Regions from separate parts of the Mus musculus genome. Here all the other regions are linked to region 3. A link is a contact called in public HiChIP or PLAC-seq and promoter capture Hi-C data. All regions are on one chromosome and are shown on one strand. The core of a region is the stretch at or near the end of the contact, and the rest is flanking DNA. Distances in the headings are between cores, read along the strand shown. Region 1 holds the start of Btbd11 (BTB (POZ) domain containing 11). Region 2 overlaps Polr3b (polymerase (RNA) III (DNA directed) polypeptide B). Region 3 holds the start of Mterf2 (mitochondrial transcription termination factor 2).

Region 1 (4,717 bases), core at 1,821-4,320, 260 kb before region 3:
CCAGGCAGATCCTAGCCCCTCCCCCAACACACACACACACACACACACACACACACACACACACAAGCTTTGCTCTTTTCTTCCCCTCCCCCACGATGATCATATCCAGGTGAAGAGATTCAGTCAGAAAGTCCATCAGGGTAAATTTATAAACGGTTAAAGCTGGAGCCTTATACCCCAGAAGCCTGCTGGTTTGCTCCTTCGCATATTCACAAGGCACTTGCACACACATGCGCGGGCACACCCACATGCACACTCTTGGCACCCCAGAGGCCAAGCCAGGCCAGACGCATCTCTCCTTTAGCTTGGAGGAAACAGACAGGCTGTGACATGAATGAAATCTACCCAGCAAGGCTGCCTTTTCGCTCCGACCACGCAACCTCGGGCCAAACCGCTTGGAATACGTAACAAAGTTTTATTTCGCTTTTAGAGTCTCCAGTTACTCTTCTACCATTTCCTGTGGAAAATTGAAGCTTTGAAGTGTCTAGCTCAGGCTTTTGCAGACGGGGACCGCTAGCGCCACCCGGAAAACAAGCACCCCAGCACTACCCTATGGACATCCAGGACCCCAGGTTCAAACCCACTCGGCACCTTCCAGGGGGCGCGATGAGGGGATTTTAGAACTCCAGAAAAAGGGTACCTGTAGCTGATAACCCCTACCTCTGGCCTGGGTCCCTAGTGGCTCTCCTTCAACCAAGTGACAGATGTAAATCACCCGCCAGAGCCTGGAATACTTGGCCTTGCCACCCTCCACCCCACCCCCACTCCCCTATATCTCCAGCTCTGGGTTCAAGTACTCAGAAACTGTTCAGGAAAACTTGGAGCAATGCAGTGTTGTCTCTCCACCACCACCACCACCACCTACATGAACACGTTTAGGCCCACCCAGCTCTATCCTTCCACCTTCGCTGCCCTCAGCCATGCCTTCCTAGCGCATCCACAGCGACCCCAAAGGGCCTGGGGCAAGCGAGAGAACTGCATGGCAGACAAGTGAACCTGCCTCCTCCAGATCTTAGCCCAACTCGTGGGTACTGGAATGTGGCCCCTTAAAGATCACAACAGGGTTCTAGAAGCTATTCACGAGACTCAAACGTCTCAAGCCAGATCCGAGTAAAACAACATACTAAATTAAATGTAAAATAAAAAGGGTGTTGGATTTTGCTCCTGTCTTGCGGGAGGCAGCAACCTCCTGGCCCTGCACAAAGGGGGCGGAACCCTGTGTGCTCTGGGAACATTACTACCAGTGTCAACCACGCGGATCCCAAGCTCAGGAGTGAACCTACGGGTTCCTGGCTGTCTCCACTCTGGCCCCTACCTCTAAGGCCGTGGAGAGCGCGAGTGGCCAGAGAGACGCGGGAGGGGGACGAGAGGCAAACTTGAACCCGGAGTTGACAGAGCCACTTACCACTGGCGTTCTTCCCACAGATGAGGTGCTGGTAGGGCTGCAAGAGCCCCCAGATTTCCGAGTCGTTGTTGACCGTGTGCTCCAGGGTCTCCACGGTGAATTTGGGCGCTTCGTGAAGCGTGTGGTGGTGGTGATGATGGTTGGCGGCGACGGCGGCGGTGGCTGTGGTTGGCGGGACTGCGGTCGCCGCCGTGGCTGGCGGGGCGCAACAACTACTGCCCCCGCTGGCGCTGCTGGCTGCGCTGCAAGGGCCACCGCTCGCCGCTCCCCCTCCCGGAGTCTCGCGCTCCTTATCCGCTGCAGGGGCTCCGGGGCCTGAGCCGGGGCCTGGGCCAGAACCGGAGCTGGAGCCAGGGCCAGGACCGCTACAGCTACGAGGTAGCCCGGAGGCCAACACCCGCGAGTAGATGTCCCGGAAGAGACTCTCCATACAGGCGGTCAGGTAGATGGCGGCATGCTCGTGGATGCGCAGCGCCACGCGGCTGTCCACCATCCAGCGGTACACGCGGCCCACGGAGAAGGTGAGGCCGCAGCGCGCCGACTTGCCACGGCCCAAGCGGTCGCCGCCAGCGCTGCTCATGTTATAGAGGGACAGCGCGGCCAGCGCGGCAGCGGTGCAGTGAGCCGCCAGGCCCCAGGACAGTACGATCTCCATGGCACTCTGGATCTCGTACTTGGTGCACTTGGCGAAGCGCAGGCTCAGGCGCTGCGCCTCTTTAGCGATGCGCACTAGAGCCCGGCTTACCAGCATCGAGAGCTTGGCCAGCGCGTCCTTGGGCAGGCTGCCGGGGACCGCTGGGCCTGCCCGGGGATCCCGCGAGCGCAGCAGCAGCAACTCCAGTTCCTGGAGGGTCCAGGGGACCTCGTCGAGGTCCGGCAGCAACCGCGAGCAGTGCTGACCGGCGCAGTCCAGCCCCTCGGAGTCTTCCACCAGGGCAGTGTTGACGGTGTCAAAGCTGTTGTGCCGGCTGTGCATGGAGTCAGCTAAAGGCGGCCAGCAGCTCCCGCCATACGGGGACGCCGGGTGAGAGTCAGAACAGCACAGAGACAAGTTGGAGGAGCGCACAGAGTCCGCCGCGCCACCATAACCCGAGTCCAGCGTCAGATCTTCCAGCGTTCGCACCACAGGCTTCTTACCTCTCCTGGCCATCGCTGCGCCACTTCATGCTGCAGCCGCCGTGGAGCCGAGGGGAAGGAAAGGCAAGGATCTGTGGGCACCGGGGTCCTCGGGGACAGCGGGGCTCCACGTCGCCTAGGCTCACTTTCCCACCTGGCGTTGCCAGCAAGTGTCACTACTTTCGCCTGTCTCCCCGAGCCGTCACCACGGGAAGATACACGGCGGAACCTGAAGTCATCTTCTGGAGTCGGGGCCAGAGCGAGGGCGCACTGAGCCGCGAGCCAGGCCGGGAAGGAAGCTCCCGCCAGGACCCGCGCCTTTCATCCAAAATAAAAGTGTCTGGTCCTCTCCTCCCTGGGACCAGACGGATGCAGAAGCCTCCGAGAGCCGGCCACAGTGTCGATAGGACCTAGATCGCCCCAGATACGGCCGCCGCAGCTCGGCGGGCTACGGGCTCCCCCGGCTCCGGGATCCGGGCCGCGGTTCTCTTGAGCTCCCGCCCCGCACTAAAGCGCTGTAGCCAGGCGGCTGCAAAACCCTGCTGAGCCCCAGCAAACCAAGCAGTCAGAGGGCGGGCGCATGCAAAGCAGGGCCGTCGAAGAGCCAATGGAATCGGGGGATGCTAATTACTTAGGTTTTTTTTTTTTTTTTTTATTCCTCCCTTCCATGCGGCCCCGCCCCTCAGACACGCCCCCCCAGGCCTTGACCAGGGCTGCAGCTAGGAGGGATCCGCGGCCTAGGTGGAAGCCTGGAGAAGAACAGTCATCCTGCAACTGTAGCTTCCCTAGTTTCTGCTTTCGAACTATCGACAAAAATATCATTTATATCGTTATTTGTTCCACTCTGCGGTTCATAAAGTGTTTGTCCGAGGGTTACTTTCTGCTTTGGCATTTTAGATTTCTCTTTCCCTCCCACCAGCCCATACAAGATGCACGTTTCTCCTCCCTCTTCAGGCACCCTGACTAATTCAGGCGGGTGCCGCTTCTCAGCCTGGGTTTGCTCCAGCATGGAAGGAAATAAAACAGGAAAGTAGTGAGGGGGAGACTGATAATTGCCACTGGGAAGCGAATCTCTAGCCATAAACCACCTGTCACCAGGACTTTCTAGGTTTGTTCGGCAGACAGGAATCTACCCTTAAGTTCCAGGGTGTGTGTGTGTGTGTGTGTGTGTGTGTGTGTGTGTGTGTGTGTGTGTGTTCCGGCCACTCTGTGGTTCTGGTGGACAATGCTCTAGACTGCTCAAACTTAAATTTGTGCACAGGAGAATATTCTTTTCAGCTAAAGAAAGATACAAAATATATGTGTGTGTCTGCTGCATTTCTGTGTCTAACAGCATCATTGCTTGGCTATTTGTCTATCTCTACCTACCTTAGGAAAAACCTTATTCATTCAAAGATTCCTACCTCCCTTACACAATCCTATTCCTACAAGAAGCCCACCCTGATCTCCCAAAACTATCCTGGGTGTTTCCACCACCCCACCCTCTTCGATGGCTTCACATTTCTGGGCCCTTGTCACGCTGGCTTGCTACTATCTATTTATTTGTCTGGATCCCACATTGGGCTAGGGAGTTGTGGTAAATGTATGAGTCGACAAGGGAAGGACGTGCTTTGAACTGCTGGTTTGAACGTTCAACTGTGGCTGAAGGGATGTGAGAAGACACTCAACATCACTGGCCATCAGGGTAACTGCAAATCAGAACCATAAGGAGCTGCCAGCTCATGCCTGTTAGGATGGCGATTATCAGAAAGTCAAAAGATTACAAGCATCAACAAGGGTGTGGAGGATAAAGAAGAGTGTACTCTATTGGTGAGAAGGGAAATTGATATAGCTATTATGGAAAATAATGCCGAAGATCTTCAAAAAATTACTAATTAGAACTACCATGTGATCCAATAATCCCACATCTGGATCTTTACCAAACAGAAATAAAGCCACTATTTAAAAGATCTATTTACTCCCCTCTCCCTGTTCATTGAAGCATTATTTGCAATCGCTAAGAGAGAATATTGTTCAGACTTCAAAAAGAAGGAAATCTCACCATGTATAACAAATGGCTAATCTGGACAGTATCATCCTGCTAAGGGGAGTGTCTCACTTATTGTGTGACTCTAAAAAGAATCACACAGTAGCACCAGAATGTACGATGGTAACTGGGTGCAGACAGGGGCGGGGGATTGTTCAGCACACAGACTT
Region 2 (4,915 bases), core at 2,366-4,865, 440 kb after region 3:
CCTCTGTCTCCACTGGCAATGCCTGAGACTTGTGCTGACATGCAGGACGCCAGCCTTTCAGTTCACTGTTCTAGGGCGAGGATAGAACCAAGGTGGTTTTACTTTGTACTGATGAGACACTTGCACTGCTGAGCAGTCTGACAGCACAGTGTCACTCACTCTGTGTGCTCTGTGTAGGGCCACACTTTTGGACTTCTTTGCTCATTTTCTAACTGGGTTGTCTATTACCAGATTTCTTTATATAAGTTTGGTACCTCTGTGTAGGGAGACTCCTCCTACTCTGTGGCCTGCATTTTCATACCTCCAGATGTCTTTCATGAGAAAAAAAATTAATTTTGAGAAATTCAATTTATATCCTTTTTTTTTCTTATAGTTTATACCCTTTGTATGGTATGTTAGTAAACCTTTTAGCTCTTATATTTAGGACTATAACTCATTTTGTGTTAATTTTTTTATGGTATCAGGTAGGAATCGACATTCATTTTCTTACACATAGATATACAAACTAAAATGTTTAGTTGACTCATATCAGTTTCATTAAAAATCATTTGCCAGATAGAGAGATGGCTTAGCAGTTAAGAGCACTTGCTATGGGCTGGAGAGATGGCTCAGTGGGTAATAGTACTGACTGCTCTTCCGAAGGTCCTGAGTTCAAATCCCAGCAACCACAAGGTGGCTCACAACCATGCATAATGAGCTCTGATGCCCTCTTCTGGGGTGTCTGAAGTCAGCTACAGTGTACTTACATATATTTAATAAATAAATCCTTAAAAAAAAACCACTTGCTGTTCTTTCAGAAGATGTGAGTTCAGTTGTGAGGACCTACACCAGGCAGTTCACAACTACCAATTACTACAGCCCCAAGGGCTCTGAACCCTGCTTCTGAGGGCACCAGCACTCATGTGCACACACTCCTTCTGACCCCTGCTTCTGAGGGCACCAGCATGCATGCGCACACACTTTTTCCTTTCATGTCACATACATAGTCTTAAAAATTCTTTAAAAAGCCAAACATTAGTTATGAAGATAATTTAGTGTTTCAAGAAGGGGAATAGTGATTGTAAAGAAACTCAGACCAAAGATGGAGAAGGGGGGTTGGGGGGGGGGTTGGCACACACCTTTGATCTGATGCCTGGGAGGCAGAGGCAGGCAGATCTCTATGAGTTTGAGGCCAGCCAGCCTACATACTGAGACCCTGTCTCAACAAAGACACCAGGGGGGAGGGGGGGGCAGAGAAAGAGAGAATCAACTGCCTATAAAGGCATACATGTTTTTCTCAATTGTTAATTCTGTTCCATTCACTCACATGTTCACCCTTGAATCAATATCACATTTTCTTTATTGTTGTAGTTTTATAACAAGTCAGATTCAGGTTGTATTATTTCTTCAGCTTACTCTTCTTTAGTGTAAAATTCTCTTACTCCGTGTGTGTGTGTGTGTGTGTGTGTGTGTGTGTGTGTGCATATTGTGTGTAGTTATACATGTACATATGTGTGTATGGAGGCCAGAGGTTGATGCTGGATTTTGTTAATTGGTTTTGAGTCAAAATGTCACTATATAGCCCTGGCTAGCCTAGAACTCACAGAGATCCATCTGACTCTTCCTCCCAAGTGCTGGAATTAAAGACCTGTGCCACCTAACTCAGCTCTAGACTACAGAGACACTCACTCATTCACCCATCCATCCAGTTATTCATTTCTTCAGAAACATTTACTAAGTATTTATCATACCACTAGGTACAAGGATACAACACTAAAGAAAGTTCCTATCTTCAATGAGTTTATAATCTATAAGGTAGCAGAGAAGCTAGCCTGATTACACTCCCCAAAAGTTCAGGAAATGTGGGCAGGAAGGGAGTTCTTAGTAGAGAAGAACTTCAATAAGTCTTACAAGAGATTCCATAAGATACAATGTTTAAGCTACTCAACCACTCAGCTTTCTTGTCAGAAAGAAAAGCACAGGCTTACAGGATTGCTATCATGCTTAAAGAAACACATGCATGCGTGTAAAACTTGGGAGGTGGGGGAACAGGTCAGCAGTAGAGCAGGATAGCAGGAAATGAAGCCCTGGGGGCTAATGCCCAGCAACACCCCTTCCTCTGCAGGTACTCAGAAAGTGGCACTGCAGGCAGGCAGGCAGGCATGTGACTCAGGCAGTGTCACCATGCAGTACACCTAAGCCACTCGGGCTGTAGCCCGCAGCAGCTGCATGTATAGCAACTTCATCCACCTGAGTGACTAGCAAAGCGGGCTTTGAGCTCAGGGAGACCTCAGATAAGACTGAAGTATTTCAATCTCAGGAACTACCACAGGGACACGCCTACAACAGCTAGAGTAATTCAAACAAACAAACAAACAAACACAAAGCAATAGATTAAAAACAGTTCTCATCGGGGCTGGTGAGATGGCTCAGTGGGTAAGGGCACCCGACTGCTCTTCCGAAGGTCCGAAGTTCAAATCCCAGCAACCACATGGTGGCTCACAACCACCTGTAATGAGATCTGGTGCCCTCTTCCGGTGTATCTGAAGACAACTACAGTGTACTTACATATAATAAATAAATAAATCTTTAAAAAAAAAAAAACAGTTCTCATCAAGAATTGGCTAAGTCTTTCCCCCCCATTTTTTAAAATTCCTAAACAAATAAAGAATAGATCTGCAAAACAGTGGGGTAGAGGCCTGGACTTAACAAAACTTTATGGGGATTCTTGAACACTATGTGCTTTAAACATCTCAATTCCAGGACATCCTACTCCAGTTTAAACACAGGAAGAAATGGTCTGCTTAGAAACAGACTCTGTGAAGACAAAGCCAGAAGCTGTCCCAGCTCCTAAGATGTTTTCTTTTTCAAATCTCAGCAATTTGGGGCTGAAGCGGGGAGGGCTGGAGGAGGTCCGTGATGCATATTCATTAACTTGCTGATAGCAACTGAGTGATCCTTTAAAGAAGAGAAAGTGTTCCTCTAGAGGATGGCCAGCTAGTAAAACAGACAGGATGCGAGGGAGACTCTGAGCTCAGCCTTGCCAGCTCACAGTGCAGCCCCAGCACACAGCCAGTGCTCATGGCCTGGAGACTGACCGGTGCCAGCTGTCTATCTGACTTACTATTCTGAGCCATGTCACCACATCTACAGCACATGCAGAAGTGAGAGGTGCTGAGGGGGACTTGAACTTTTATTCATAACTATATTCGTAAAGTGTCTGTGATTTAAGAAGCACCTTTGCAGGCAGCTTGCTGGATTAGTCTGATGTGTGAGGCGAGGCTTTGAGGTCCTGTGGTCCACACTGGTCTTAGTGAAGCTCTTTGTGGCAACAGAAAAAGAGCTGTTTCACTCTGATGGAGACTAGGAAGGGGTTGGTATCAAAGGGGAAAGAGGTTAGACACAGCACCTCTTCTAGGTTGGCTGGAATATTTACCTCCGCTTCCTTCACTTTCTGCACAGACTAACAGACGAACAAGTAAACCATGACTGGAAAATCCACACAGACTCTGAGATTAAGAGTCTCAGCAATGTATCCTCTTTAAAGTGCCTTTAGTTCCCCGCTGTCGGGACTCAGGGAGCTCAAAGGATCTAGTGCAGTCCTGCTCAAAGGGCGGGGCTTGCCTCAGACCTGGGTCTCTGCTCTGGCTCTATCCCTGGCCTTTTTCCTGTCTTTCACACAGATCTTACACGGTACTCCTGCAGCTATTTTAGTGTCCAAAGGGAAGTGCGCCCACGCATGTGCCAACTTTAAATGACTTCTCTACGATTTCCTTCCTAGTCAGGTGTGCTTTATAATAACAAACAGTAACAAAGGCTTTTTTTTTTTTAATGACTTAAGATATTCAGTGGCTTTTGTCTTGCAAGCGTCAGCAGTAACGTCAGAGGATTGTATCCAAGGAGCTAAATGTGCAGGACCCAGGGTCAGAGCAGCTGAATACACCAACCTCAGAAAACACAGACAATGAATTGCAAATGACACTCACAACAAAACGAGGAAAAAAACCTTCACACAGAAGACTACAAAAGAACTCTACAGACACTGAATTGGCTTTCTGTGCACACTGATCCTGCTTAACTGTGTGTGGTAGCTAACCCAACTGGCTTCAGACGTGTGGGGCCATAAAATAAAGGTTGGGTTTTTATTTTTTGGGGTGGGAAGGGTTGTGATAAAAATATTTTTTCTTCTTTTAACTCTATCGTTTATTTTTAAAGCAGTTTCACACGCTGAGGATGGCCAGTGCTTCTGTTTGCATTTTCAAACAAAATGAGTGGCATTAGTCATACAGTGATTGGCCTTGTTAATTCTGCCGAAGGCTGCACACAAAAGGTGCATTGTTTCAGTGGGGATTCACATCATCAAACAAAATGGTTTGGTAAACCCAAAAGAAGTGATAGCCCTTTCATGGCACATAGGGTGCAGTACTGTATATTTCAACTTGTTAGCAAGTCAGGAGCACAGGCAGGACCCCGGCCCACACTGCCGAGGATGAATAGCAAGCCAAACTGATGAGCCACTGCTCAGCTTTCCTACTGGGAATTACTCCCAACTGTCCAGGCCTTACACCACTCAGGTAAACGGTGGCAGGATAAAATGTTTTCTGTCTCTCCATAGCCAGCCAAAGGGCACATGAAGCTCAGGAAGAAATATCTGTACTTCCTGCCTGTAGCGAGGTAGCAGGATTTCTTAATGGCCAGCTGCAGTGGGAAGAGGGACAGAGGCTGAACGTGGCAATGCAGACCCTTCCCCTCTACTGTTGGTTCACAATGCTTGAAAGTGCAGCTCCTGTAGCCCTTGAGATTAGAAATGACACTCTTATTGGGAATGACGATTCATTAAGTTCACTAGGATCTGAACAACATTTTCAACAAGTCTGTAAGTCAAACTTGTCTATGGGGTGGATCTTTGACTCGGCTTCATGCATTGCACCTGCCT
Region 3 (5,020 bases), core at 64-2,563:
TTTTTTTTCAATTGTCTGATGGGGGGTGTGGGTTGGCTTTTGAGACAGTGCCTGAAACTAAACAAAACTGGCCTAGATTACTGTGTAATTCCAGGCTGTCTTTGTCTAATCCTTCCCCATGCTGCGATGTGACCACTTATTCCTTTTCTATACTTGACTGTAGTTTCCTTTTCCCAAGTGAGGATAGCACATCTTAACCATGAATCCCAAATTTTTGTAAGAAAGTGTGCAGTAAAATCCATGAATAGAGTGTTGATGTGCTAAGAAGGGTTATTGGACATAGATCACCTACTCATCTAGGTAGTAGCTGCTCAGTTAATTCCGGAGTAGCCTGAGGATCAGAACTGATCTTTAGGAGTCAGGACTCTGTTCCTCTAAAGCCCACAAAGTGTAAACCACACGGCTGTTTTCAGATATGATTAACATTCTGGAGTTCTTAACTGTGGATCAAGCATTGTTCTTAGCTAAGGACATAATCAGGAGCCTCCACTCCACATGAAGGGGAGGTGTCAACCTGAGTGAGAGACCCTTAGAAAGGTAACGAGGCGGGCTATCAGCCTAGGAAACACCATTTTCCTTGCTCTAACTGCATACAGCACAGGGTGGGCACAGGGGACTCTTTCCTGGGTAGCACTTCACTCTCATTGTGGTTACCACGTTAATGTGTTTCAGTTCCTGTTGCCCTGTCCAAGGTCCTAGCGCTGCAGTTCCGCATGCTTGGTGCTGAGGCGGCAGCCTGTAAATATTTATCTGAAGGATGGATGAAAAAGATTCTGGCTTTTGGTTGGCTGGTTTATGAGTGTGGGCATCACGAATAACTTAGAATGTAAAGCAAAAGGCAGTTTAGCAGTATTTGGGCAAAGTCATCTAGGGGTAAAAAGGATGAATGGCATTTAGGGAATCAGACCTGGTGTTTACCGCAGATGTGAGGGGTTTGTTTTGTTTGGACAGGTCAGGTTTCAAAGTTTTAAACTTGAGAATTCTGAATGGCTCCACATTACAGACAACAGGTTCTGATCTGCCCCTCCTCCCTGCCTCTTTCTCTCAACGAGTTGTAACGTTCTCTAAGGGACAAAGAGACTGAACCACCAGAGTTTGCTGAGACAGAAGCGCCAGGTGGCACTGGTGGCAATAGACCCTGTAGTGTGGCTCACTTATTCCCACGGGAGCCTGTACACAGTGTTCTAATTGGCTACGCTCGGGATGGAGGCGTGACTTCCTGCACATCAGTTTCTCGAGCTCTGATTGGTTACCAGCCAAGGCGAAGCCCTGCCAGTTACCTAGGATCTGTTTCCTGAGTGGAGAGGCCTGCGGAACAGGGTGGGAACTTAGCTCAACGCCCAAGGTCTCTCCGCTGTGCTTGGACTGCTGCCCACAGGTAAGCCACCCTATTTCTCCAGCTCTGGCTGAGCCTCAAGCCTGCCTACCGGGGTCAGGGTTAGCAGCTGCCCACCGAGAACGTCCACACAGGCACTCCACCTCGGAGCACTGAAAAAAGGAGGCTGCACACGTAAATAAGAGGCCACGGTAGCGGTCCTGGCAGGGCCCTTCCTCTGACCAACTTTGTGGTTCTTTGCCTACAAATTGGAATTCACTTGAAACTGTCAGATCAGAACTTAATTGGTTTTATTGAGAGGACTGTTTTAATTATAAAAATGTATTTCTCACCTCAGGATTGCTTGAGAGGATTGCATAAGAGAGCAGACTATGTGACCTTTTTAGCAAGAGCATCATTGTACATAGGACACAAGGCTAAGAGGACTGCCATTCTTAGGTGGGCAGCCTTGGGCAAGCTACACCTGCATCCTGGCCTCATCTTTAAGGGGAACTATGGTTTAATGAGGAGTAGATGTGAGGGCTTTGTTTTGTTTTTTAATACTCTGAACTACTATTAACTCGTTTAACATGATCTTTCACCAAGGAATAGCGTCCCCATGTTCCTGATGCCCACACTGCCCACACAGAAAGGTGATATTACTTCCTAAAAAGTCACAGCTAATTGGAGATTAATTCCAAGGCAGTGTAGCTGCGCTAAAGTAACTCACTTTTGCCCTCTGCATTGTTTCATAGCCTGATTTGTTAATTTGCTGTTATTGCCTTGTGCATCGTGTTCTTTGTTTGCTCATTACAGGAAATAACAGTATTCAGTCTCGGCTCTCCCCTGCATACACAGTCACTATGGGCTGCTCATAGTTCTTGCTAACGCCATTTCTGAAGTGAAAAAGGTGTGGGCCTTCCTTATTTTTTTTTTGTAAAGTCTGTAACTCTCAAGTTCTCAGATGGTCTGTGATCCCAACAGAAATATGAAATGTTTGGCCAGGAGAGCTAGTGCCTACCATCCTGACAGCAGCCTGAGCTTAAAACAAACAAACAAACAAAAAAACAAACAAAAAAACCCTACAAGTTGAATGGACAATTGATAAATATTACTATAAAGTAAAAAAACACACCGGGAACTGCCTGCCCCTCTCTTTCCCAGAGTCAGTGATGGCAGCCCATGAAGGGCAGGGAGACAGTTCATTAGAACACGGTGCTGCAAAGTGGGTTGTGTGGGATAGTGAAGCAGAAACGTGAGGGGTCACAGCCATCCCAGGTGGAGCATTGCAGTCCATGGTGCCGTAAACACCCTTAAAGGGGACATGGGGCTTCATCTATTCTGAAACATCAGAGGCATTTCCTTAAGAAAGTGACGCTTACTTCTGAGAGTTGATTGACAAAAGCACAGTCTTTGGAGACTATGTAGTGGGAACAGAGTCCGCCGGGACTGAGAAGTGACTGGTTTGTGAGGAAGGGAGATGGGAATTCAGGTGGCAGAAAGTCTTTTCTACAAATTATTGTATGTCTGTCCTAAAGTGCCACTGAGGTCTATTGCAGAGAGGTGACAGAATCACATTTTAGAAGCTACAGAGGAGTCCTAAATGGACTGACTGAAGCCCTGGAGAAGGACAAAATCGCTCAGGAGAGACTATAAGGTAAGAAGGAAAGCATATTTATTTGTTTGTACATTTGTTTGTTTTTCACTAGAAAAACTCATTCATTTCTAATGCTTTTAATTAAAATACAATTACATCATTTACACTTCCCAAGTACACACACACTCCATTATTCTCTCTCAAATTCATGGTCTCTCTCATTTCTTTAATTATAATATTTTGGGTTTTTTTTTTTTTTAAACAAGTTGTTACTTTACAGTCCAAACTGGCTTAAAAATACTCTAGGTAGACCAGGCTGACCTAAAACTTATGCGTCAGCCTTCCTAGTGCTGGAATTTCAGGCTACCAAGCCTAAAGATGCACCTGTAGAGGAGACAGAGAAGGGGTGGCCAGAGGGGAGTGGTGGGGAGAGCAAGAAGAGGGGAGCACTTTGGAAGTCAGACAAGAGACTGTTTTGAAAAACAAATGGTCAAACGCTGCTGGATGCTACAAAAGTCCAGAAAAGTAGGAATTGAAACTACTCATTAGCTCTGATAGCAGGGAAGTTGCCTTTATTGAGAGTTGTGAAATAGAAGAGGAAGGAGAATCTGCATGGATCAGCTAAGAGGACAGAACAAAGGAGACGGAGGGGAAGAGCAGTGATATCAGAAATGCAGAAAAAGAGAGGTGGGTGCAACTGTTTAAGGCATAAATGTGAATGTGACCTCACTTGATTATCTTTATTGCTCTTTATAGATTATGTGTTGGGTGGGGAGAGTTGGCCTTTCTTAATAAGGTGAAAAGATATTTAGGGGTGGTGGGGAGGTGTGTGCCAAAGTGGTGCATGTATGGAGGTCGGAGGACAACGTGCAGAAGTCAGTCCTCTCATTCCATCACGTTCGTTTCTGGACTAAAGTCAGAGCAGTAGCCTTGGCGACAGCACCTTTACCTGCTGCCTGTCTTGATGGCTTTTCTTTCATTTCCTTGTTGACGTACAAAGTCCCAGGATATGGGCAGAGTCCATTGAAAATCTGTGTGGAGGAATCACTACTCCAGCTGCTGTTGACGACGTGTGTGGGCGGGGCCAAGACATCAGCATTATGGGAGTTGGAGGGAGCGGATTTCAGCCCTCACAAGTGCCTTTGAGGGGAATCTTGGAAAGAAATACAGAATGTGACAGAAGCAGGATTAGAGATAGACGCCTTGATGTGACTATATCGTTCGGTCACCAGATCAAACTTTAGCAGATGTGGACTTGCTTCCTGCCTGGATGACTGGGGAGTGGTTACTTGAGGTGAAATCCATTCTTGGTGAAGATGATAGCAAAGGATGCGGAGGGTCACATAAACTTATTTGATAAAGCAGTGGGTCTAAGAGGCCTGGCTTCATGTTTAAAACAATTCTGTTTGAGGAAAATGCTATCAAGCAGCACACTTATTGTCTTATTTTAAGAAATTGGCTGGTAAGATGTCTAAGCAAGCAGGGTACTTGCTGAGCCAGCCTCATGAGTTCAATCCAGAATTTACATAAACGTGCAAAGAGAAAACCAACCCTACTGAGTTGTCCTCTGACTACCTCAGGTGTGCACCTCTACACACACACACACATGCATACAAGTCCACTGTGAATAAATGTGCCTTGTTCTGACACTTGCTACAACATGGACTTTGAAAGCATTACACTAAATGGAATAAGCCAAGCATTTTAAAAATGTGTTGGATGGTTTATTTCACTCACATGACCTATCTAGAAGATACATGGAAACAGCGGAGTAGAGCTTTCCAGGTGTCGTGGCAGGAGTGAAGAGTTATGCACCCTGTTTGATGAACATAGAGTTTGTGTTTGACAGGAAGTCTTATATGTAGTGGTTTATAGTTGTACAGTGTTGTCAAAGTCCCCTATGCCACTGAACTATATACTTGATAATGGTCCAGATACTACCATGCCTTTATTAACATCTTACCATGACTTGTTAAAAAGTGACAACTCTAACTCATGCCTGTGACACCAGCCATTTGGGAGCCAAAATAGATGGCACTACAATGGAAGATCTCAACCTCTGTCTCCTCCTCTTCCTTCTCTTCCTCCTCTTCTTCCTCTCCCTCCTC

Evidence for each region. HiChIP or PLAC-seq counts read pairs in DNA pulled down with a chosen protein or histone mark. Capture Hi-C pulls out chosen DNA fragments and counts their contacts.
Region 1: a contact with region 3 is called in a promoter capture Hi-C map of adipose tissue. The contact joins the promoter of Btbd11 here to the promoter of Mterf2 in region 3. A contact is called at or near these places in 2 of 484 Hi-C or Micro-C datasets (CD4 T cells and forebrain), 1 of 115 datasets of contacts at active chromatin or transcription factors (memory CD8 T cells) and 2 of 9 other capture datasets (adipose tissue and embryonic stem cells).
Region 2: a contact with region 3 is called in an H3K27ac HiChIP or PLAC-seq map of embryonic stem cells, with 5 times the contacts expected there. The contact joins the enhancer-like site here to the promoter of Mterf2 in region 3. A contact is called at or near these places in 3 of 115 datasets of contacts at active chromatin or transcription factors (bone marrow-derived macrophages, embryonic stem cells and memory CD8 T cells) and 2 of 9 other capture datasets (embryonic stem cells and pancreatic islet).

What each region holds. Positions count from the first base shown.
Region 1 is chr10:85,385,167-85,389,883 of GRCm38.p6, reverse strand. Btbd11 (BTB (POZ) domain containing 11) reads right to left here and starts at 3,070. Exons shown (of 17, transcript NM_028709.2): 1 at 1,406-3,070. The coding sequence starts at 2,555.
Region 2 is chr10:84,685,116-84,690,030 of GRCm38.p6, reverse strand. All of the region lies in intron 19 of Polr3b (polymerase (RNA) III (DNA directed) polypeptide B), which reads right to left. Among named protein-coding and RNA genes, the nearest start is that of Gm17249, 65 kb to the right of the region's middle. Within about 2 kb of position 3,615, at least 69 of the 459 cell types and tissues checked have an H3K27ac peak or open chromatin away from gene starts, as enhancers often do. A contact at or near this core is called in embryonic stem cells, where this site is marked.
Region 3 is chr10:85,124,320-85,129,339 of GRCm38.p6, reverse strand. It overlaps Mterf2 (mitochondrial transcription termination factor 2), which reads left to right and starts at 1,313. Exons shown (of 3, transcript NM_028832.3): 1 at 1,313-1,378; 2 at 2,854-2,972.